Regions from separate parts of the Mus musculus genome. Here regions 2, 3 and 4 are each linked to region 1. A link is a contact called in public promoter capture Hi-C data. All regions are on one chromosome and are shown on one strand. Each heading gives the region's core, a stretch centred on a gene start, on an enhancer-like site or on the middle of the called end of the contact. The rest is flanking DNA. Distances are from core to core; before and after follow the strand shown. Region 1 overlaps Acat3 (acetyl-Coenzyme A acetyltransferase 3). Region 2 overlaps Qk (quaking). Region 3 overlaps Fam120b (family with sequence similarity 120, member B). Region 4 has its middle 12 kb from the start of Gm41532.

Evidence for each region. Promoter capture Hi-C pulls out the DNA fragments that hold promoters and counts their contacts. Capture Hi-C pulls out chosen DNA fragments and counts their contacts.
Region 2: a contact with region 1 is called in a promoter capture Hi-C map of liver, with 5 times the contacts expected there. The contact joins two enhancer-like sites. A contact is called at or near these places in 1 of 39 promoter capture datasets (liver), 2 of 115 datasets of contacts at active chromatin or transcription factors (embryonic stem cells and large pre-B cells) and 1 of 9 other capture datasets (liver).
Region 3: a contact with region 1 is called in a promoter capture Hi-C map of liver, with 4 times the contacts expected there. The contact joins two enhancer-like sites. A contact is called at or near these places in 6 of 39 promoter capture datasets (the 3T3-L1 cell line, the C10 cell line, hippocampal neurons and 2 more) and 1 of 115 datasets of contacts at active chromatin or transcription factors (large pre-B cells).
Region 4: a promoter capture Hi-C map of liver shows a contact between it and region 1, with 2.3 times the contacts expected there. The contact joins two enhancer-like sites. A contact is called at or near these places in 1 of 39 promoter capture datasets (liver) and 1 of 115 datasets of contacts at active chromatin or transcription factors (large pre-B cells).

The regions. Positions count from the first base shown.
Region 1 is chr17:12,928,132-12,933,146 of GRCm38.p6, reverse strand. It overlaps Acat3 (acetyl-Coenzyme A acetyltransferase 3), which reads left to right. Exons shown (of 9, transcript NM_153151.3): 4 at 3,476-3,593; 5 at 4,509-4,652. Among named protein-coding and RNA genes, the nearest start is that of Snora20, 7.8 kb to the right of the region's middle. Within about 2 kb of position 2,291, at least 4 of the 459 cell types and tissues checked have an H3K27ac peak or open chromatin away from gene starts, as enhancers often do. A contact at or near this core is called in liver, where this site is marked.
Region 2 is chr17:10,207,158-10,212,172 of GRCm38.p6, reverse strand. Qk (quaking) reads left to right here. Exons shown (of 8, transcript NM_001159517.1): 8 at 2,542-5,015. The coding sequence ends at 2,558. Among named protein-coding and RNA genes, the nearest start is that of Gm34972, 63 kb to the right of the region's middle. Within about 2 kb of position 3,037, at least 16 of the 459 cell types and tissues checked have an H3K27ac peak or open chromatin away from gene starts, as enhancers often do. A contact at or near this core is called in liver, where this site is marked.
Region 3 is chr17:15,429,004-15,434,018 of GRCm38.p6, reverse strand. Fam120b (family with sequence similarity 120, member B) reads right to left here. Exons shown (of 11, transcript NM_024203.3): 10 at 2,391-2,442; 11 at 438-2,252. The coding sequence ends at 2,402. It overlaps Gm49668 (a long non-coding RNA gene), which reads left to right. Exons shown (of 3, transcript XR_003952352.1): 2 at 2,178-2,279. Among named protein-coding and RNA genes, the nearest start is that of Gm49668, 4.6 kb to the left of the region's middle. Within about 2 kb of position 2,253, at least 71 of the 459 cell types and tissues checked have an H3K27ac peak or open chromatin away from gene starts, as enhancers often do. A contact at or near this core is called in liver, where this site is marked.
Region 4 is chr17:15,066,141-15,071,155 of GRCm38.p6, reverse strand. It overlaps a transcript of Ermard not described here. Among named protein-coding and RNA genes, the nearest start is that of Gm41532, 12 kb to the left of the region's middle. Within about 2 kb of position 2,720, at least 53 of the 459 cell types and tissues checked have an H3K27ac peak or open chromatin away from gene starts, as enhancers often do. A contact at or near this core is called in liver, where this site is marked.

The sequences.
Region 1 (5,015 bases), core at 1,042-3,541:
TAAGCTGTGCTGTTAGAATCCTAGTTCATCCTCCACTGAACTTCTAGAGAGACTGTCCCACGGCTGAAAGTATAGGGCAACTGAACCCAAACAAGTCAGCTAGGATTCTTTGAACTGGGAGCTTCCTGTTCTTAGACTCAGCTCAATAAATCAGGGCACAGCCCATCCCTACAAAGTGTTCTTCTAATTTTGACCTGGAGCCAGAGCCCAGGATAATCCAGGCCATGATCTGCACACAGAGCACAAGGATCTTCTGTTGGTGTAGGATTTGCTCTCTTAGTGGACTCTTATTCCTCTACTCCCCTTCCACCCTTGTGCACCAGCATCCCTCCAACCCCCTACTGCTAGGTGGGAGAGAAAGAAGGCCAGGGGATAGGAGACATGGACTTCTTTTGACTGCTTCCTGCTGACTCCTTAGGGCATTGAGTTCCTTAGGGCATGTCCACTTTTATCTTCAGGATATGTCCCTTCATCTCTCATATATCTTCTCATCAGACCACAACAACAACAAACAGCAGCAACAGCATAGAGCAGGAGGCTCCTCAGAGGATACACATGCGAGAGCGCGCGCGCACGCACGCACGCACGCACGCACGCACGCACGCACGCACGCCCACCCACCCACCCACCCACCCACCCACCCACCCACCCTACCTACCTACCTCTTGGGGCTCTGGAATTTATTCCCTCTTCAGAGTCCACAAAATTTAACTACTTGCAGCTGGCAAAAATCATGCATCTTCTAGAGCGCAAGACAATCATAGTTAACAGCTGTGGGCAAACTGAATTTAATTCCATATCCCAAACCTAGAATTAAAACAAAAAAAATTCACATTATATAACTTATTTTTTGTTTGTTTGTTTTTTGTTTGTTTGTTTGTTTTTGTTTTTTGAGACAGGGTTTCTCTGTATAGCCCTGGCTGTCCTGGAACTCACTCTGTAGACCAGGCTGGCCTCGAACTCAGAAATCTGCCTGCCTCTGCCTCCCGAGTGCTGGGATTAAAGGCGTGCGCCACCAAGCCCGGCTCTATAATGGTTTTAAAGGAGCCAAAACTTTCACTGCAAGCCTCCTCAGGACAGATTTCCACTACCTCAGATCCCAGACTGGAGGGAGACAGGAATCAGGCTGAGTCAGTTTGGACTTGTTTTCCCACTGTGAAGAAGAGTCAAGTCACACATTGCCAGTTTTCCTTCTTGTCATGGTTCTTGGTCAGGACAGACCCCAGGGGTCAGACTTCTGATCTCTTAGGGGGTAGGTAGAACACGTAAAAGACACCTGTGGTGAAGCATGCAGGCCCAACTGTTCAGGAGCTGAGGCTGAGAAGCACGTGAGCCCTGATGCTCAAGACCAGCCTGGGTCACATACAAGTCCTTGTCTCAGAAACTGAAAGCCTCCTCCCGGCCCCCCTGTCTTGCTGGCACTGCAGCGGAACAGCATCTTCCTCCTATGCTGGAGGGCTGACCTTGGAATCCACTGGTCAGAAACCTAGTGAGCTCAACTTCTGCAGAGCTCAGGAGGAGGCAGGCTGGAGGTCACAAAGTGAGCGGAGTCCCTCTGGTTAGATGTACATACCAGTACCCAGGGCTGTTGTGCGTGGTCACCAGATCCAATATGGAGTCAGTGCTGTTATTCCCAATTTCCTGTGGGAATAACAGAGCCACAACTTAAATGTTCGTTTTTGTTTCTTTGCTTCTTAAAAATAATTTATATACAAAATTATGAGTTTAATTGTATCATTTCATTTTTTTTTCTTTTTAAGTGTGTGTGTGTATGTGTACATACCTACAGGTATCCCTTGGAGACCAGAGGCCTCAAGTTCCCGGTGTTAGCTAGCTGACCTGGGTGCTGGGAAACGATCTAAGGTCCTCTGGAAGAGCTGTAGAAGCTTCTAACCTGCAGAGCCATCTATCTCTCCAGCCCCCAATTATCATTTTATTCATAGTATACCCATTTATAGTACTATAATTAATTCACCTGTCTTGACTCCTTGTCCATTCATCTTTCCATTGTATCCTGGCTGCCTTTGAATTGCTGAATGTTAAAATCTCTTCTACTCAGAAACCCTCCTCTCAGTGCATTTTACAGCCTGAATATTCTCCGCGTGGGCATTTTGTCTCCTACCAAAACAGATGCTAAATGTGCTGGAGCGACAGGACTGTTGGGGATTGGTTCTACTGCTTTGAATTAATCCGGCCCCTAAAATCAGGAATCTTTGTGTTCAAATGCTGAAGGTCCTTGTCCCCAGTTGGTTTTTGATCAATCAATAAAGACCTAATGGCTGGTCAGATAAACAAAGGCAGGACTTTTGAAATTTGCCTGGGCTAGGAACCGGGAGAGAGGAAAGACGACAGATCAGATTTAGAGCTGCAGAAGGAAATTCATCCAAAATGTATGTGGAAGGGATAGTGGCCTGCCCTATGGGAGGGGCTGCCCAGCAGCAGGTAAGAGGGCAGCAAAGATAAAACATAGATTTAGAAGGTGTTGAGCCAGGAGTACCAGAGGAAAATGTGTGCTAGCTGTGTGGACAATTAGAACTGCTCAGCCTGGGGGCTGGAGAGATGGCTCAGTGGTTAAGAGCGCCGACTGCTCTTCCAAAGGTCCTGAGTTCAAATCCCAGCAACCACATGATGGCTCGAAACCATCCGTAACAAAAAAATCTGATGCCCTCTTCTGGAGTGTCTGAAAACAGCTACAGTGTGCTTACATATAATAAATAAATTAATTAAAAAAAAAGAATAAATAAATTAATTAATTAAAAAAAAAGAACTACTCAGCCTTTGAATTAGTCAGGCATATTAAAATTAACTGGTGTGTGTGTGTGTGTGTGTGTGTGTGTGTGTGTGTGTGTGTGTGTGTATGTGTCTTTTATTAGGAAATCCATATAGCTCCTGGGCGAGTTCATTAGTTCCACCCATGTGGATCTCAGAGAGAGCTAACTACTGTAACACAAGTCAGTGGTGAAGAGCCTGTGCCATTCTTGCAGAGGACCCAAGTTCAGGTCCTAACATCCATGTCCTGTGCCTCCCAACTGCCAGCTCTAAGGCATCCAATACCCTCTAGTCTCTTTAGCACACACTCCCATGGAACATGTAAACTCATCCAGCCCCCCCACCCCCAACATCTTTTTGAAAGTAGAACAGGAGTTGCTAGGTTTCTATGCCATCCTGTTAGGTAATACTTGTCTATCTATAAGGATATAATAGAATCATAAGAATTAAGGCACAGAATGGACAGGTTTGATCAAGAAACAAAAATGGGCAGGTGATAGAGGAATAGATGGCTAAGAGAAGGCAGGTGGGATTGTCTGCTAACACCAAGATGTTTCAGGTCCTGATCTGGAGAGCAGGGGATGGGGAGAAGGCCTGATGGGTAATGAAGAAGGAGGAAGTACAAGGCAGAGCCTCCTGACTCTGAGTGGGACCCTGAGAGACAAGTGACACCCCTCCTAAATCTGTTCTTCCTCCCTGTGTCCAGGCTCCTCACTTGACTCACCTGAGAACAGGAGTCAGGGTGGGTGAGGTGCCACTGGCTGACAGCATACTCTGTGATGGTCTGACAGATGCCTTTCACAACTACCACATGGGCATCACAGGTAAGGCCGATAGGTCTCTAAAGCGCTGGGCTCTAAGGTCTGTGCCACCGTGTCTGGTAAGTAAAGGTATTTTCTTATGACATAATTCCCATGATTTGCTGATTAGTTTTAAATGGAAAGATGGAAACTTTTCAATATAGAGCCCTGAGCTGGTATGGTGATAGATACCCATATCCTAGAATAAGAGTGACAGAGGCACATGTGAGTGAGCTCTGGCTAGCCTGGTATACATAGCAAGTTTCCAGCTAGCAATAACCTCGTAAAACACCACCACCGTACAAACCTGGCACATACAACTTATGTAAGAAAGCCAGCACTGCCTGAGAAGAGCAGATAATTCTCTACTCTGCCAGTGTATTCATGTCTTTACTGTCCGCGGTTATGAGGAAACAGGAGCAATGTAACAGAGCAGGCAGCCCTTGCTCTTCCAAAACATCACACTTAGAGATTCAAAGTGAAGTGCAACAGCCACGCAAGCTCTGGGTCCTCAACCATGGGACCAATTACTGTTTTGTTTAGTTTCTTTGAGACAAGGTTTCTCTGTGTAGGCCTGGCTGTCATGGAACTCATTCTGTTGACTGGGCTGGCCTTGGACTCAAGAGATCCACCTGCCTCTGCTTCCCAAATCTTGGAATGAAAGTGCATGTACCCTGCTTCTGGCTTTTGTTTTGTTTTGTTTTGTTTTTCGAGACAGGGTTTCTCTGTATAGTCCTGGCTGTCCTGGAACTCACTCTGTAGACCAGGCTGGCCTCGAACTCAGAAATCCACCTGCCTCTGCCTCCCAAGTGCTGGGATTAAAGGCGTGTGCCACCACTGCCCAGCTGTATACAAGTTAATTCTTGTTTAAATGTGAGTAACCCGAGCTACCAAAGCCCAGCTCATGAATTTGCTGTTTTTGCCTTTTCTTCTTCTCAGCTGAAAACGTAGCCAAAAAATGGCAAGTGAGCAGAGAGGCCCAGGACAAGGTTGCAGTTCTGTCACAGAACAGGGCAGAGCATGCTCAGAAAGCTGGCCACTTTGACAAGGAGATTGTGCCAGTGCTGGTGTCTTCCAGAAAAGGTGAGCGTGGAGGCCACAGTTAGGATGAGGCCGTGTGTAGGCACGGATGACTCCTGTGAGGATGATAGGGAGGCTTGGTGGATTTTGGTCTTTACCGCTTGTAAAGGTGTAGGCATTATACATCTGAATGGGGGAGGGCAGGTTGGGATGTGTTGCGTTCTGAGACGTGGTCTTGCTGTGTAGCTGGGATGGCCTAGTGCTCACTGTGGACCAGGCTGGGCTCCAACTGCTGGGTGATCCTCCTGCTTCTTCCTGATGAGTGCTGGGATTACAGGTTGTAGCAACATCCTTGTCTGGAAAATACTGCCACCACAGCAGGATACGGTCACATGGGAAACTGTCATCTTCAAGTGTCCACAGCTG
Region 2 (5,015 bases), core at 1,788-4,287, 2.7 Mb after region 1:
CTGGTGGCATATGCATAACAATACTACTACATGCAGTTGTGCCAAGTGTGAGCATATCAACCATTGTATCAGAGTCGCATAGAGATGAGGAAGTTAGATGGGAAAGGTTACTTCAGATGTGGGCAGTCTCATAGATACTTTGAAGCTGCATCATACTGCAAAAGTCTAACATAATTATTTTACAGAGTGTTTTGATTTTGAAGTAATTTTTCCCCCTCTTTGGTTTTTCTTTCCCCGTGTTCCTTTTAAATTTTTTCACTAACACAATAATCCTTTCTCACTTTGTACTCCAGAGCCTTCAGATAGTTGAGAATATTAGACTAAGATCTTACTGTATTTGGAAAATGACAACACATTCCATGCATGGCTCATCTGGAGCTGTGTTTATTTTGATTAGTTCTGTTTGTGTTCAAAATGCAGTGTCAGCAAACCAAAACGGTTTTTATCCCCCCTGCTCCATCTCCAACTTTTCCTTTCTTCTAGAGATAGATCACTTAGGAACACGATCACCACATGTACTCACTGGGTCCAAGGGAGAGGACCGAAGCCCTTGACTTACATTATTTTATGATACTACTGTTTCTCTCTCTCTCTCTCTCTCTCTCTCTCTCTCTTTCTCTCTCTCTCTCTCTCTCTCATCTTTTGAGAAGATTATTATTAGCATTCATTTGATGCAAGGAAGCAGCCCGAGGACATATAACCATGTAACTGTCTGTATGTAAGCACTTAGAGTATCTAGTTGCTTACTAAAAACAAACCCACTTCCATAGTTATTTCACAATTGGTTTGAAACTTAAAGACCAACTGACTTTATAGTTGTAACGAACTATACGTGATTTTGCACAGTTAACATTACCTGTGTGTACTGTAGGAGTCCAGGACATGGCAGAGGATGTATTTTAGATGTACTGGATATGATAATGTACTTTGTTAAGTAATCCACACTCAAATATAATCAGAAATTATCTAAGTAATGATTTGACCAAAACATTACTTACACAAATTTAAGACTATGGGACAACCGTTTTTGTTTTAAATAAAAGTCTGCTTCCTTTTAAGAAATTCAGGGAAGATTTGATTATATTGAAGATACAATATTTTTGTAGTATTTATAAACTGTCCTAATTGATAGACTATAGAAACCATTTTTGTCATACAAAGGTAAATAGGTCTATTATATAGAACATTTAAACCCTGTGAACATGACACCTACTAGGTTTGATTTATGAAGTGGCATAGACTCTAACCTTGCACTGAGCATCTTTTCATTCACATCTCTCCTGCCTTTGTCTCAATGGCAACAGTACAGAAAATTCTGTCAAACCTCAGAATATAGTAGAAATAATTAAGCTGTTGAATGAGTCTTAAAAATTATACTACTGTTAAGTGGACCAAGTTTGATGAAGTAGAATGTGAGAGGTTGATTAAAGAAGGAGCTACTCAAGGACTTTGGAGTGATAACTTTTCCACTTGAGAACTACTTTATGTTTTACTGTAATTTTTTAAATTTTTTTTTGTTCTTTTTTGTTACTTTGCAAAAGAAAATAGTATTTACAGGTGGCTTCTTTTAAAATATAAAAATATAAAGCAGGAATGTATATGAAATGTCAGATTTTATTGTATTTGCAGAGTATTAGCTTTGAAATTGAATAAAGAAAGCTGTTTGTAGTTTTAAAAATGCCTTCTTGGTATCAGTTAGAAATTTCTTCTATTTTTTATGTACTTAGAGTTCTTTGAGGTATAGAGTTTTAAATGGCAGGATTTTACAGTGTTTACATGCAAGTGCATTTTATAAGTGTTCTATATGTGTAAATTAGTATTTTCAACTGGAAAATGTTGGCTGGTGCAAAAGGCCTGGCCTTTTTTCTGGTTCCCATGATGTTGCCTACACTGCTAGACTACAGTATTGCTTTGTATCATGAGGCCAAGAAATTCCATGTTGTTTGTAAATAGAATAATTGAAAAAGCAATAAACATTTATTGAACAAAAGAAACTTTGTTTGGCCCAGAGTTTATGTTGAACCAAATTGTTCATAGCAATTTAAATTTCTTTAGATCCATTTCTGTTAATCATCAGTTATTAATAATCACATCCATCATTAATAGTTGCTTTATTGCTTGCATCTGAGAGAATACTAATGCTTAATAGCAGTCAGATACTTATAACTGCACTGACTGTTCAGAATTCTTTATACCAAACCTGTTCATCATTGTTTCCAATTTCCTTCATTGACTGCTACTAACTATTAGTTGTTAGCTGTATTTTATTTCTATTTTTTTCTTTTAACAAGTCGGGTTTTTCAAATTATTTTTTGTGGGAGTGGGCTCTTCTTCATTTGTTCAAATCATGATATGAAATTGTCATGATTTTTATTGTATTCTGTAGATGGTGTCAATCAGTTTGTCAGAATTCAACATGCCTTTTTTTTATTAGTTGTGATTAGTTTTCATGTTGTCATTAAGCTGTCACTAGCTGAAACTAATCTCTTCTCTATCTTTTCTTTTCTTTTTTTGTTTTGTTTTTTGTTTCTAACCACCCAGCCGCCACCGGCAACTAACCTATGACCTTCTGACCTCTGAACTCTTCACCCAATGATGACCTGACCATGCCTGCCTGCTGATCAGTTAACTGGTAATCGCCTTTGCTTGCCTGTCGTCAGTGCAGCGAGCTGAGGCACTTGTCCGTTCGTCTTACCATCTAACCAAACAAAAGACAAAGAAATTGTCCTCCAACTCAGCTTTTCCCCCCCTGTTTGGGTGAAAGTGGTTCTAGAACCTGCACTGAATAGTAGTAAAGCAATAAGGCCCGATTCATCCCACAGCACTGATCATCTCTCAATGCCCCACCCCAAGCGAACGGTAAGAAGGCCTCTCTTAAGAAGGGGAGACAGATGGCCCTAACTACTCAGTGACAGAGGCAGTTACTGTGAGAGACTTGTAGGAATTTTTTTCTTCTCCTAGCGAAGTCAAAGCTCTCTCTGAATGTACTGTGTGACAATGCATCATGCATGAACCTTCGGTCAGGGATGTCGTTGGGGAAGTGACTTCAAAAGTATTCAAAATTTGACATGCTGTTTGTTTAGTCACTACAGTGCCCTCAAAGGGCAGACATTGCAGCCTTTTTATATTGCCTGCCAAAATTTGAAGTATTAGAACAAAGTGTGCCATGAGAGAAAAACTTAACAAGGAGTTTTGAAAAGAAATGCAAAGAACAAAACTACAACACTATTTTTTAAAAAGTTGAGTATCTGAGTTAAAATTTCCAAATCTTTATTTTACACCACCTTAAAAATTATATGAGAACAAGGTACATGCATTATGTGTCACATTACTGGGCAAACTGTTCAAATATTTTTTTTAAACCTCCCTGTATAGAAAATATCATTAAGGATGTAAAAGCCATGCTTGCCTATTTGCTGTATACATGTAATGAAATTGTAGATAAAGTGTAGTGCATTGAAACAAATGAACAAAAAAGTAGATACTTTTACTATACAAGGGTGCTGGTGCAGAAAAAAATATATATATTTTTGGAAATGTAGCATTTTATACTTTCAAGTGTTATAAAAAAAAAGAAAAAGAACAAAGAAACCCTTTATTTCATTAAATGATTTTTTCTGGTGGTTGTCAAGAAACAAAAGACCAAAAGAGCCTTTTTGTCTTTCTTTTTTATTTTTTAAGTATTGGAATAAGTCTAATGAAAAAGAAAGTGCCTTATTTTTCTTCATGGTCATTTAGTCAAGTGTCCTGTAAGATCAGCTCCTCCCTCAGAATAAAGTTACTGCATGTTCCTCAGTCGCCCAGTATGTGAAAGGAGATATGAGAGGAGACAAATGAGTTGATGGTCTAAATTATAAGATTTGTGTCACATTATCTTGATGCCAGTTTGCCAAATCTGATACTGTGAAAAAATTTGATAGCTTTTCTAATGTCTGACTAGTAAATTTTAAAATGTCATTCTTTTACAAATCATAATTAGTACTTTTGGTTATTACCGTCTTCAGTGTTAGCCCAAAGATTCTGAGGTTTAGAAAAAAATTATGTAAGATCTGAACATCAGTTTGCAGACAAAATTAAATTAGAGCTTTATTTTATTTGGAGAAGAGGGATACAATGGAATTTTTCCTTACCAATTAGAAATAATTGTAATGCCTAAAAAACTTTTTCACAAAAATGAATCTTTGAAATTTTTTATTGTTGAAAAAGTGTTAAGTAACATAAATCTAATCAGATATCTTATGTAGTCCATCTCTGCTGGCTTTAGTAACTGCTCCTAAACTTTTTAACTCTAAAGGAGCGTGGAAAGCCCGCATCACAGTGTTCAGTGACTGCTCTGCTCCATTCTTTCTCCTCTCCAGTTTCTCTCTTGAAAGTCAAACAGTTTTGTAGTTGAAGCAGTCCGTGTGCAAAGCCTGCATCTAAACACTTGCGTTAATAAGTCATTAACCGCTCAGTACCAGATGTGGCAAATCTCAAGTGATTGTGGACTCCTGGCTCATCAACTCATGCCCTCTTCCATACCCTCATGGCTTCACAGTCAAGGTCAGCAGGAAGCTCATTGGTCACCTTCATGGTGACCTCTCCATTATTCTGTCTCACTTGGAACCATTTTCAGTTTATTTACTATGCAATAGACAGTCCTTGTTTTGTACTCAGCTAGCTTTGATTTAATGTACCACTGCTTTGTCTTTCTGTTACACATATGGTTTTGATTTATTTACAATATATGCTGTGCCATTTTGATTTTTATTTTGGTTGGTTGGTTGAATAAATATGCGACACTCAGAACACTTGAGGTGATAGTTTTAAAAAAAACAAACAAACAGTACCAGTATTTGATCCAGTCTCATCTCAGCTGTGTTATACCTGGACAATTTAGATGTTTATCAAAGGTCTTTTATGGGGAAGAAAGCAAATGTGTAAAACAGTAGACGTGTGACGTTTATGAGTAATGCTGGCTCTGAACAAACTTTTGAAAACTTAGTTGACAGTGTTTTGAGTCAACTGAAAAAAAG
Region 3 (5,015 bases), core at 1,004-3,503, 2.5 Mb before region 1:
CTAAGCAAGAAAAGGCAGTGTGCCTTTTCTTTGTCTTACTCAGAGGCCTGTCACTTTCCTTGTAACAGTCAGTCTATTGCTTGCCGGTTTATTTGCTTTTACAGTTCAGAACTGCTTAGTGGCACCTGCAAATTTCACAGATTTCTTTGCCCAATGCTGGGTCATACAGTCTCTGCGTTCCATGGGATGGAGCTTCAAGCTGAGCACACCCATTTCCTCTTAGAAAGGATATATGGGTCAAATTTTTGATTCCTGAAATTGTGTTGATTTTTTCCCCTACTCTAGGAACACTGATTATAGGATTCTGGACTCAACATTATTTTTCTCTAATGGGATACGCCTGCTGAAAAAGGCTTGACATAAAAGGCAGATATCATGCAGAGGGCTGTCTGGGCCACAGAACAGGACTTTGTCTTAAAGAAAAAAAAAGTGAAGTATGAGTTTAAAAATGTATTTTTATTTTATTGTATATGTGGAAATTCTATCCCAAGACTTGACTGGGAAACAGCGTAAGCAATGCTGTCACTGGGAAAGCTCTAAAGGTGATAAATATTCCATCAACACAGTGGCCTATTTAAACTTGTGACTGACGTACTCATGCATTTTATTGACAAGTGTCAGGATGCAGTTTCCATGACGGAAAACAACTTTCATAGAAATAGACTTTCAACTTAAGAGATCAGAATCTGAATTAAAAGTTACACAAGTAGACAGCAAGGAAACAGGATTTCTAACGGCAGCAGTGTTTGAAGAGGACGGTATTCGAGGGAAGGACCAGAAGAGCCAAACTAGGCAGCAAAGTCATGGCAGCTACAAGCTCTGCAGACACACTATGCTTAAGTCCTGCAGGAGCAGAAGGAAGCTGAACAAATACAACCATGTTCAAATGCAGGCGAGATACCTTTCTGGTAAACACAAGAATCTCAAGGAGAAACGCAAGGCCTCTCTCTGCACAGCATGGTTGAGCCAGTGGTCTGGAAAACTGTCAGCGTAAAGGTGACAAGGTACATTTTTAGAAGCGTTATTAAAATCTTAGACAGGAGCACTGAAAGGATACATCTTCCAGTGACCAAAGTGCTTGCATCTCCTGACGGAACTCAGTGTCCCCAGAGATACGGCAGGGCCATAAGGGCCCTGGACAGGCACAGATACTCTTGGATCCCCAGTGGAGATGGATAAGAACCTCAAAGAGGATCTTACTTTTTAAGCTTAACCCACTATGCTTCTTTTAAAAAAAAAAATTCTTTTTTTTTTTAAACTTATTTATTTCATCTTTATGGGTGTTTTGCCTGTGTGCATGTCTGGGCATCACTGTGTGTCTGCCTCTCACAGAGGCCAGAAGAGGCTTTCGATCCCCTGGAACTGGAGTTTCAGACAGTTAGTTGTGAGCCACCGTGTGGGTGAGGGGAATCTGGAAGAGCAGACCCTGTTCTTAACCGCTGAGCCAGGTTTCCTCCAAGCAGAACCAACTCGCCCACAAGAGAGCAAGAATTTATTTAGTTGCTTTTTTTTTTCTATCCAAATACTTTGTGGATCAAGAAAAAAAAATAGATGAATACTTACTTTTGTTAGATTTTCTAATGAAAAAGTAATTTCTGACAGATTGCATAGCTATTAGATATCATGGTTGGTGGTCTGAATGAGAATGGCCCCATAAGCTAGTATGTTTGAAAGCTTGGTCTCCAGTTGGTGGGAAGGACTAGGAGGAGTGGCCTTACTGGAGGAGGTGTGGCTTTGCTGATGGAGGTGTGTCACTTGGGGGGTGGGCTTTGAAGTTTCAAAACCCTGAGCCATTCCCAGTTGGCTCGTCCTCGCCTGGCTCCTGTCACATACCCCAACATGATGGTCCGAGGCTCTACCACCCTATGGAACTCTAAGACCCAAATCAAATGCTCTCTTCTGTAAGTTGCTTTGTTCACAGTGCCTTTTCACAGTAACAGGAAAATAAGAAGACATCATGAGTTCAAAGACTAATGACTTGAGGAAACATTTTCACAATTTAATAGTAAGAAAATGTTTGGAGTTAGACTCCTGCTAAGGTCAGGAGAGCATTCTCAATGATAGTGTCAAGTGTTCTGGATCATGGAGTCAGGAGCAACCTCTGAAACAAACCAATGGGATATTTTTATAGTTTGTGTAGGAGAAACCTCTGAAAAGCAATTTTCCTTCCTTTAAAGGGTTGCCCCAGTTGCTGTCCTTGTTGCTGAGACCGGAGGGCAGAGTCTGGACATTGATCCTGTTTCCACACTCTTCTGGAAGAAGCAAACATCTTCGATTAGGTTGGTAGATCCCAATCGGGAAGCTGGCCCATGTGACATATTAACCACTTGGCCCTCAGCTTTAAAGACAGAACATCTACTGGTTCACTGAGAGGCTGGGAAGTACTTTACCTGTACAGCATCTAGTATCTTCTCCAGTGGTTACGCTCATGCTGTCTGCCCCCTGTACCAAACAGAGATGAACACCAGAGTAAGAAGAAATGTCTCCACACACCAACTCAAAGAAGCGGCATGGCTCTAAGCACACATAAAGACGAATTGCTGAGCTGTACTGGAAGACAGAACATTTTTCAGTTGTGACCACCTGTCATTAAATTTTGCTCTATAATTATTCCATTAGAGTGGAAGCAATTAATTAGGAGGCATTGCTATTAGTAGAAGGAAACTGTCAAAATTGTTTCTCTTGGTGCCAGTTCTGACCATCTGCAGGACATCTAGATGTTTATTACTGCTAATGACTTTGGAAATGGAAATTCATATGCAGATGGCTCTCAGAGGACTTCCTGCCAAGCACAGAAAAAGCGACGTGTGGCTTTTCCAGGGCTGAGCACACAAGTGCCCCAACCCCACAGTGTAGCTGGCCACTTCCTGCCTCTGACAGACACGGGGGGTTGGGAAGGGGCTTGGAGCAGAACTAGCCTTGAAGGAAACAGAGTTTCCACATCTTAAAAACAACCCTTTTTTGGTTGGGCATGGTGGAACTCAGGACTCTCAGGCAGGTGGATCTCTGTGAGTCCCAGGCAGGATAATGCCACATAGTGAGATCCTGTCTCAACACCACCACCACGCTTTTCTGTAAGTCTTGCTCTGGGCTTTCTTTGGTACCTGGAAGTGATGGCTTTAGCATGCACTGCCTAATGACCCCTAAAGTGTGAGGGTGACAACCCAAACAGGTGTCCAGATGAACACAACCTTCAGCACCCCTGCCATCGAAGCTCTCACCCCTGTGGTTTCCTAGTGTGCAGGCCCCTCTCAGTCACCCTGAGAAGAGGGAGAGTGAAGAGTCTCATGAAGTTTACAGCTCTTAGTGGAATGTAACACATTTCTCCTCACCAGCTGGGCTGAATGATAGCCAGGGGCAGGCCAAAGCTTCAACTCAGGCGCCATTTGTTCACAGGGTGACTGAATCGGCCCTAGACTTTGATGTTGGCTACCTGTGGGGTGTACCCCACCCCATCTGCCAGGCCATAGTCCCTGCAGTGACCCTGACGGCTCACATTCACGAAGTTATGTTATTATTGCATGTTGTGAACGTGTGGCGACTATGCCCATGATGAACACTGCCAATTTGAACATAAGCATTTTGAGCCTTTTCTAACATGAAGAGTTTTGTCTATTTTTTTTTCTAATCTTGAAATAGTAACACCTTTCTACTTTATATGTTGTAGAGATGAAAAGTATTAAAGTTAGGAAAACCCCACTAGGAAAATGTGCTGGCCCAAAACACAAGCCCAGTCATGTCACCAAAAAAGTAGATTGCTTCATCTTTAAAACAACAACAAAAAGCTCCAATTAAGGACCAACTGTACAAAAGAGCACATAAGCAAACTGTGACACAGCAGTAGCAGCAGGTGGCCTGTGGACTTTCTTCCACACGGGCAAGGTGCCAAGGAAGCTCTGTCCTTGCACACACACTGCCCCTAGCTGCTTCTAGACTCACCTCTAGCCATTGAGTCTGACATCAATCCAGCACAAGGCCACTCAAACTGGCCTTTTTGTCTCAGGTCCCTAGAACTTTTTCTAACCCAACCTTCACAATCAGGACTGTGATTCTGTTTCTATTATAAGCCCCCCCCCCCCCCCCCCGCCAATAAAGTTGCAATGTCCTTCAAAGTTCCAAATCTCAAACCAGGGCCCAATGTCTATGTAGTTTTTTGGGCCTTAACTAATGTGGCCAGTGCCACATTTCAAATGGGATTCTCTGGTCCTGAAGCTAGATAATACTCCCAATGTGTCACGTTTAATGTGGCCACATAGGTGGAGGGTAGCAGCCACTCCTGGAAATTTCCAGCCTGTGAATCGGCCAGTTGTGTAAAGAGATTTGCGCTCCTGTTCATTCACTCATTGGACAGGATCTGTGTGCCCCGCCCCCAGGGCTGCACATCTGGAACTGTGATGATGACCTCATACTGTTCTTTTCTGGGTCAGAAGAACTGCTTATTGGTTTTGACTATGTGGCCTTTTCTTTATATGTATAAACAAAGGCTTTAAGACGTGTGTGTCAGAAGTGAAATATCAAAGCCTTGGTCGTTATGGATGTGGTCACTGGATTTAGAACAATAACACTAGGGCATCTGATGGGAAGTGCGACATCACTCACTGAGTCCAGGAGTAAGACCTGCGTTTTTACTGCTCTATGGAACTGAAGAACCACCCAACATGCATGCATCTAACATGCATGCAAAGTGAACCAATGCAGAGTGCATACAATCAGCCTGTTTCATTAAGCTGGTGAGTTCCAGGGTTCCAAAAAGGCATGACAATGCTGGGCTACAGGACTGTGGCCCAGAATGCAGATAAAGGGCCAGGAAATAGCCTCATGTAGGATACTGAGGACATAAGAGTCCATGGCTCAGGGAGGACCAAGTCCTGAAGGTGCAAAAGATCCAGAAAGAAGTGTATCTTCCCAGGCCAGGCCACGGCTGAGACCATTGATGTGTGTGCGAAAGCTGCAGACCAGCTGGGTTGAAAACTAGGAAATCAGAAGATGTGTGACATGCATATAAAGAACTAGAA
Region 4 (5,015 bases), core at 1,471-3,970, 2.1 Mb before region 1:
GAGATTAGGATATTAAGTTACAACTCAAATTATCATTGAAAAATTACTATGTAGAATGTGGCATTTGGCAACTATGCAGCTGTTCATAAAAATAAGTATGATGAACTTCCAAATTAGGTGAAGCAGCAGATACCAGTGACCGTCCATGCAGGAAGCTTAGGAAGGAAGACTGTGATCAGCTTTTGGAGAGGAAAAAGAGCTACAACCACATCTACCACCCTACAATACCGTATAGCATGTTTCAAAAGAAATCTAAATGCACGAAATATTTAAATGTTAAAACCACAAAATAAATGACAATAGAAGTCATGATCAGGGAAATTGTTCTTTATAAACTCAGAGCTAAGTGAAGAGTTTTCTAACTCAAATCCAAGCATAGAGAAAGGATTTTAAATTTCAACTACACAAAAATATCAACTTACTCATGAAAATCGACCATTATCAAATTAAGAAATCAAAACAGGCAATGAGGAGAAGTAAAACATTTTTATCACTTATTACAGCCTATGCCCTTAATATATAGAGATCCTAGAAGCCAGTAAGAAGGAAGAATATTGAGAACTCAATAGGCAAATGACTAAAGGCCTTAGGTAGACCTTCCAATGAAAGAGAAAATAAATACTATGCCTCATTAGTAACAGGAAACCCTATGAGGCTAACTGAATTGCAAAGCATCTTTATATTATAATACTCAGTAAATGATGCTAGGGATAAAGGAATCTCAGACACTGGAAGGCTATAATTTTATGCATCTCTGACCCAGCCTCTAGATGATGGCTGTCAAGACATCATAACATGCTTGTGACAAAATATATGGGATAAGTTGGTTTTCATTAATAAGCAAATAGTGTAATGTTAAAGTTATATGAAGCATCAGGGCATGGCAGTGTATACCTTTAATCATGACAGAGGCAGATGGAGCTCTGTGAGTTCAAACCAACCTGGTCTACAGAGAGTTCTAGGTCAGCCAGGGCTACATAGTGAGACTCAAAACAAAGCAAAAACAAACACAAAACTTCCAAATGTTATGCAGCTACTAAAAAAAATATTGGAGATGCTCTTTGTGTGGAAGACTCTCCAATATATATTGTTTATCGAAGCACTATGGTGTGGTATAGTTTATATAATCTGCTACCATTTGTGTAAGACAGGATGAACAGGAGTGTAGATAAACTGATTGTAGATGCATTGGAAACTTAGTTATGATTCTCATCCTTATTATATAAAGATCCTGGAAATCAATTAGAAATAATTCCTTACTCTGAGGAGGGTGTGAATAGAAAGCAAACTGTATATTACATGCTCTGGTGTTCTTGATTTCTCATCTATGTAAATTACATCTCATTTAACAATATAGACTTAATATTTAAATTCTGGAGTATAAAATTATAGTTTAAACTTTGAACACTTTCTGTCAAACTTGCAGCCTCATTAACAAATATTATTTTCCGGGAAGACAAACTCAACTCTCTTTGACTTTATGGCCCACTCATTGAGGTGCTATGAACAATAACTTCAATTTCATATAGCATTTACAGGAGTGACCTTCAAACACTATGGAGTGATTTTCCCTACCAAACGACTTTCCATTTCCTCCTTACTGTCTCTACTTTGCGACTCATGATGATGAAAGCCACTTCCTAAGCAATTGCTACGATCCCTGATTTGAGCTGCTTCCTGCAGCAGCTCCTCAGCTGGCTTCCTTACCAACAGTCCCCAGGACACCAGGAAGTCAGGAGCTTCCGGATGCTGCCTTTGCTTGGTGTACTCAGGCATCATTCCATGGTTTGCAGGGTGTCAGGCATGTGGAAATACTGTGGCTGAGATCAGCCTGCTTGCTCTGGAAGCCAGCCTAGTCAGGGCAGGTGGAATCTGCAGCTTTTTGCAGGATGGCAAAGCAGATATCTTTGCCCTACTGTCAGTCTCTGTTGCATCCTCCCCCTGGAAGAGCTGTTTCAACTCAGACATTTGCAACCTGCCCACAGTTTTCCTGGAACCAGCAAGGAGCCAGACAGGAAAAGATGAGTGTGGAGGAATCAAACTTGGATTATGGAAACTTGCAATAATGCCGAGTGGAAGACTGGGTTTCTGTGCTGACCTGGTGACCTAATAGTGTCCCTTGATGTGACCTGTGTCCTTATGTTGACACAGCCCCAGTGTGTAGGTTACACCCTGTTGGACCACAGCCTGATACCCTTACTTGTCCCCCTGTCCTTCACTTCTCTGGTGACTGGGAGATCAATTTTGGTAACACGTCTAGGTAACATGCAATGGGGGGGGGGGGGTTGGGGTGGTGGTGGTGACATGAGTGGATCACAGAGGTAGCTCACAGGTAACTCTGCTCCTGTCATTCCAGTCACAATGGCACTTGCCTGGGTCCCTCCTGTGGCCTCTGTGACTTAGTTTATCATCCTACAGCTTTACTCAGAGGCCAGATTTCACACACACCCCTTTAGGCTTGAAGCACCCTGGCTTTGGAAGCCTAGCAGCCTTTCAGGGCCCCATTTAGTAGCCCTGCACCTTGCCTGATCCCTATCAGCTCTTGCCTTGTCCCTTGGCCACCCATCCCGGCTGGGCCCTCATGGTCTCACTGTGGTCTCCTGAATGGAGTTAAGTCCTGGGAATTGCTGGAACCAAGCACCGTCCCCCACCCTTCTTACACTGGCATCTTGAGCACAGACATCAACCTCTCAAATGGACTTTCAGAGTCTGGCTGAACTTTGACCTTGTGTGAGCTAGATTGTGACTCATCTGAGGTCAGTTTGCTCAGCCAGCAGCTGACTGTGGTAACTTGAGTCAAGTGGATATGGAAATGGTTCCTTCCTCTACATCCTTAAGGGACCAGAGCATATTATCCCGTAGGTTCCAAAACGGAGAAGGGGAAGCAGTGGAAAAAGAGATAAAAGCACAGACGCCGTAACTGCAGACTCAGCAAGTCTGGCCTGCACAGTTCTGGCATTGGAGCACGGCCCTGGGCCTGTGGGTAGCCATGAACGCTGTTCTTCCTGGCAGCTCTTAAAGGGGTCCTTTGCCAAAAATAAAAAACTCATGAAGTTGGGTGTGATGGCACAGGACTGGGGTAGACTGGCTGATTCAGGGTGACACATAGAATATCACAAGCATGATAAGAACAGATTCCTGAATGGTTTTGAAATCTCAGGTCCTGGGTCTTAGAGATACTTCACTTGGAAAAACACAAGGATATTCAGGCACAGGACTTGAAAGCACTGGGGACTTCAGGCACGGGACTTAGCACAGCAGAGCTTAAAGGGGGTGGAGGGATGTGAGGTGTTGCACCGGATATTTAGCACCATCTGGACATGACCAGAACTTAAGGGAAGCAATATTCCCACCATTTGTCAGCCTGTGAGTATCACACCTCGTGGAGGACCCCTAAGGTGTGGCTTCACACCTCCTGTTCCCACCACTGACTAACACAGCTCACGGCAGCTGAAGATCAATATATAAACACAATGCAATGTTTCCATTGATTTAGCAGACCCCTCAGCCACTAACTTAGGTCCAAACCTCATCCAGGACATGGACAAGATGGGTCCAACTAAAGAAGAAAACAAAACTATTAGCTTTTCTACCATTTAAGGTAATACAGGAAAAATAAGCAAGCAAGCAAATAACAAAAACAGAGCCAAAAGTGTGAACTGCCCAGGTCCAGATGGATAGTCAGGATTTTGACTCCAACAAGACTGGCAACTAACATAGAGGCTCCTGAGGATGGGTTAGCATGGGACCATGGAAAATAATGTCTTAAGTGGGAAGTGAGGAGCCACAGCTTGTGGGAAAAGGCTTATATCTAAATAAATTCAATACTATGAGAATTTTACATGCTGAGACATGAGGGAGGTCCTAAGCTTGTTAATTAAGAGTGAAACAGAGAGATTGGAGGCCCCTGTGCCCACTATCCCTGCATCACCTGCAGCCCCTACCCTCTGCTCTGACTGGGATTTCCTGGACCTCATAACCTAAGGACTGGCCTTAGCATCACAGCCCTCCACTCCCAGTCTGTGGACTGTAGTGCTTTCTTGCTGATCTTGCATTTTGCTGGGCTATTTCTGTCTCCCTGCCAAGCTGCTGGAAAGGTTTTGAGATTACAGATTGCATTTCTGGGACTCAGAGGAACTGTCAGTGAGAGTGACCACTAAGCAGCTGAGGACCAGCCATCCCTGCCTCCTTCACAGGGGAGTGAGTTCCAGGTTTTCTCAACTAAGTTTTCTACCGTCCTCCTAAATGGAATTAATAACATTGTCTTGGGGGGTATTCAAAGTCCTGAGCAAAAGGCTTTGAAACTATGTAAGCTTTCTGTAAAGGTAGCATTTAATATTTATAATGGCAAGTCTATGCTTATAAGGATCCCCAAACTCTAATCATTGGCTGGCACAGGACTTCACTTTATGGGTAGCTTTTTTGAACTGAGCATATTTCATTTTCAATTAATTAATTATGTGTCAAGGGGACATCCTGTATCCATCCATTTGGAGAACTTCTGATGCAATCAAAGACTTATCTTAATTGGCCCCAGTCAATTCACATGGACACTCTACAATTCAGACACAGCCCATAGGAAAACTGGTTCCAGGCCCTCTAAAGCCCAAACTCTGGCGGTACCACAGTGATTTAGTTTCATTAAAATGTTTTAGTAGGGCTATAAAACAAACCACAGACACTCCCTTTTATCCGATGTAAGGAATTTTCTTTGTTAGTCCCTAAAAGCCAATCCCACACGGGCGGGCGCCATGCTTTGGCAGCAGTGTTGGCAGACTGGCTGTGGTGTCAAGGTGTGAATTCAGCCTGCAGCTGGGGAGAGTGGGTGGTTAGAAGCCAGTCTCCACTGCAAGCCTGCGCCCCTCCTTCTCTGCAAAGCTCAGTCCAGTCCCTTTAGACAAAGGGTTCCCCTCCCCCATCAGCAGTATGGTGATTGGTGGTTGGTTAATGGTGACCTTGGTCCCTCCCTCATTCTCCTGTCACCACCACTGGCCACGATGATGTCTTCCCCCAAG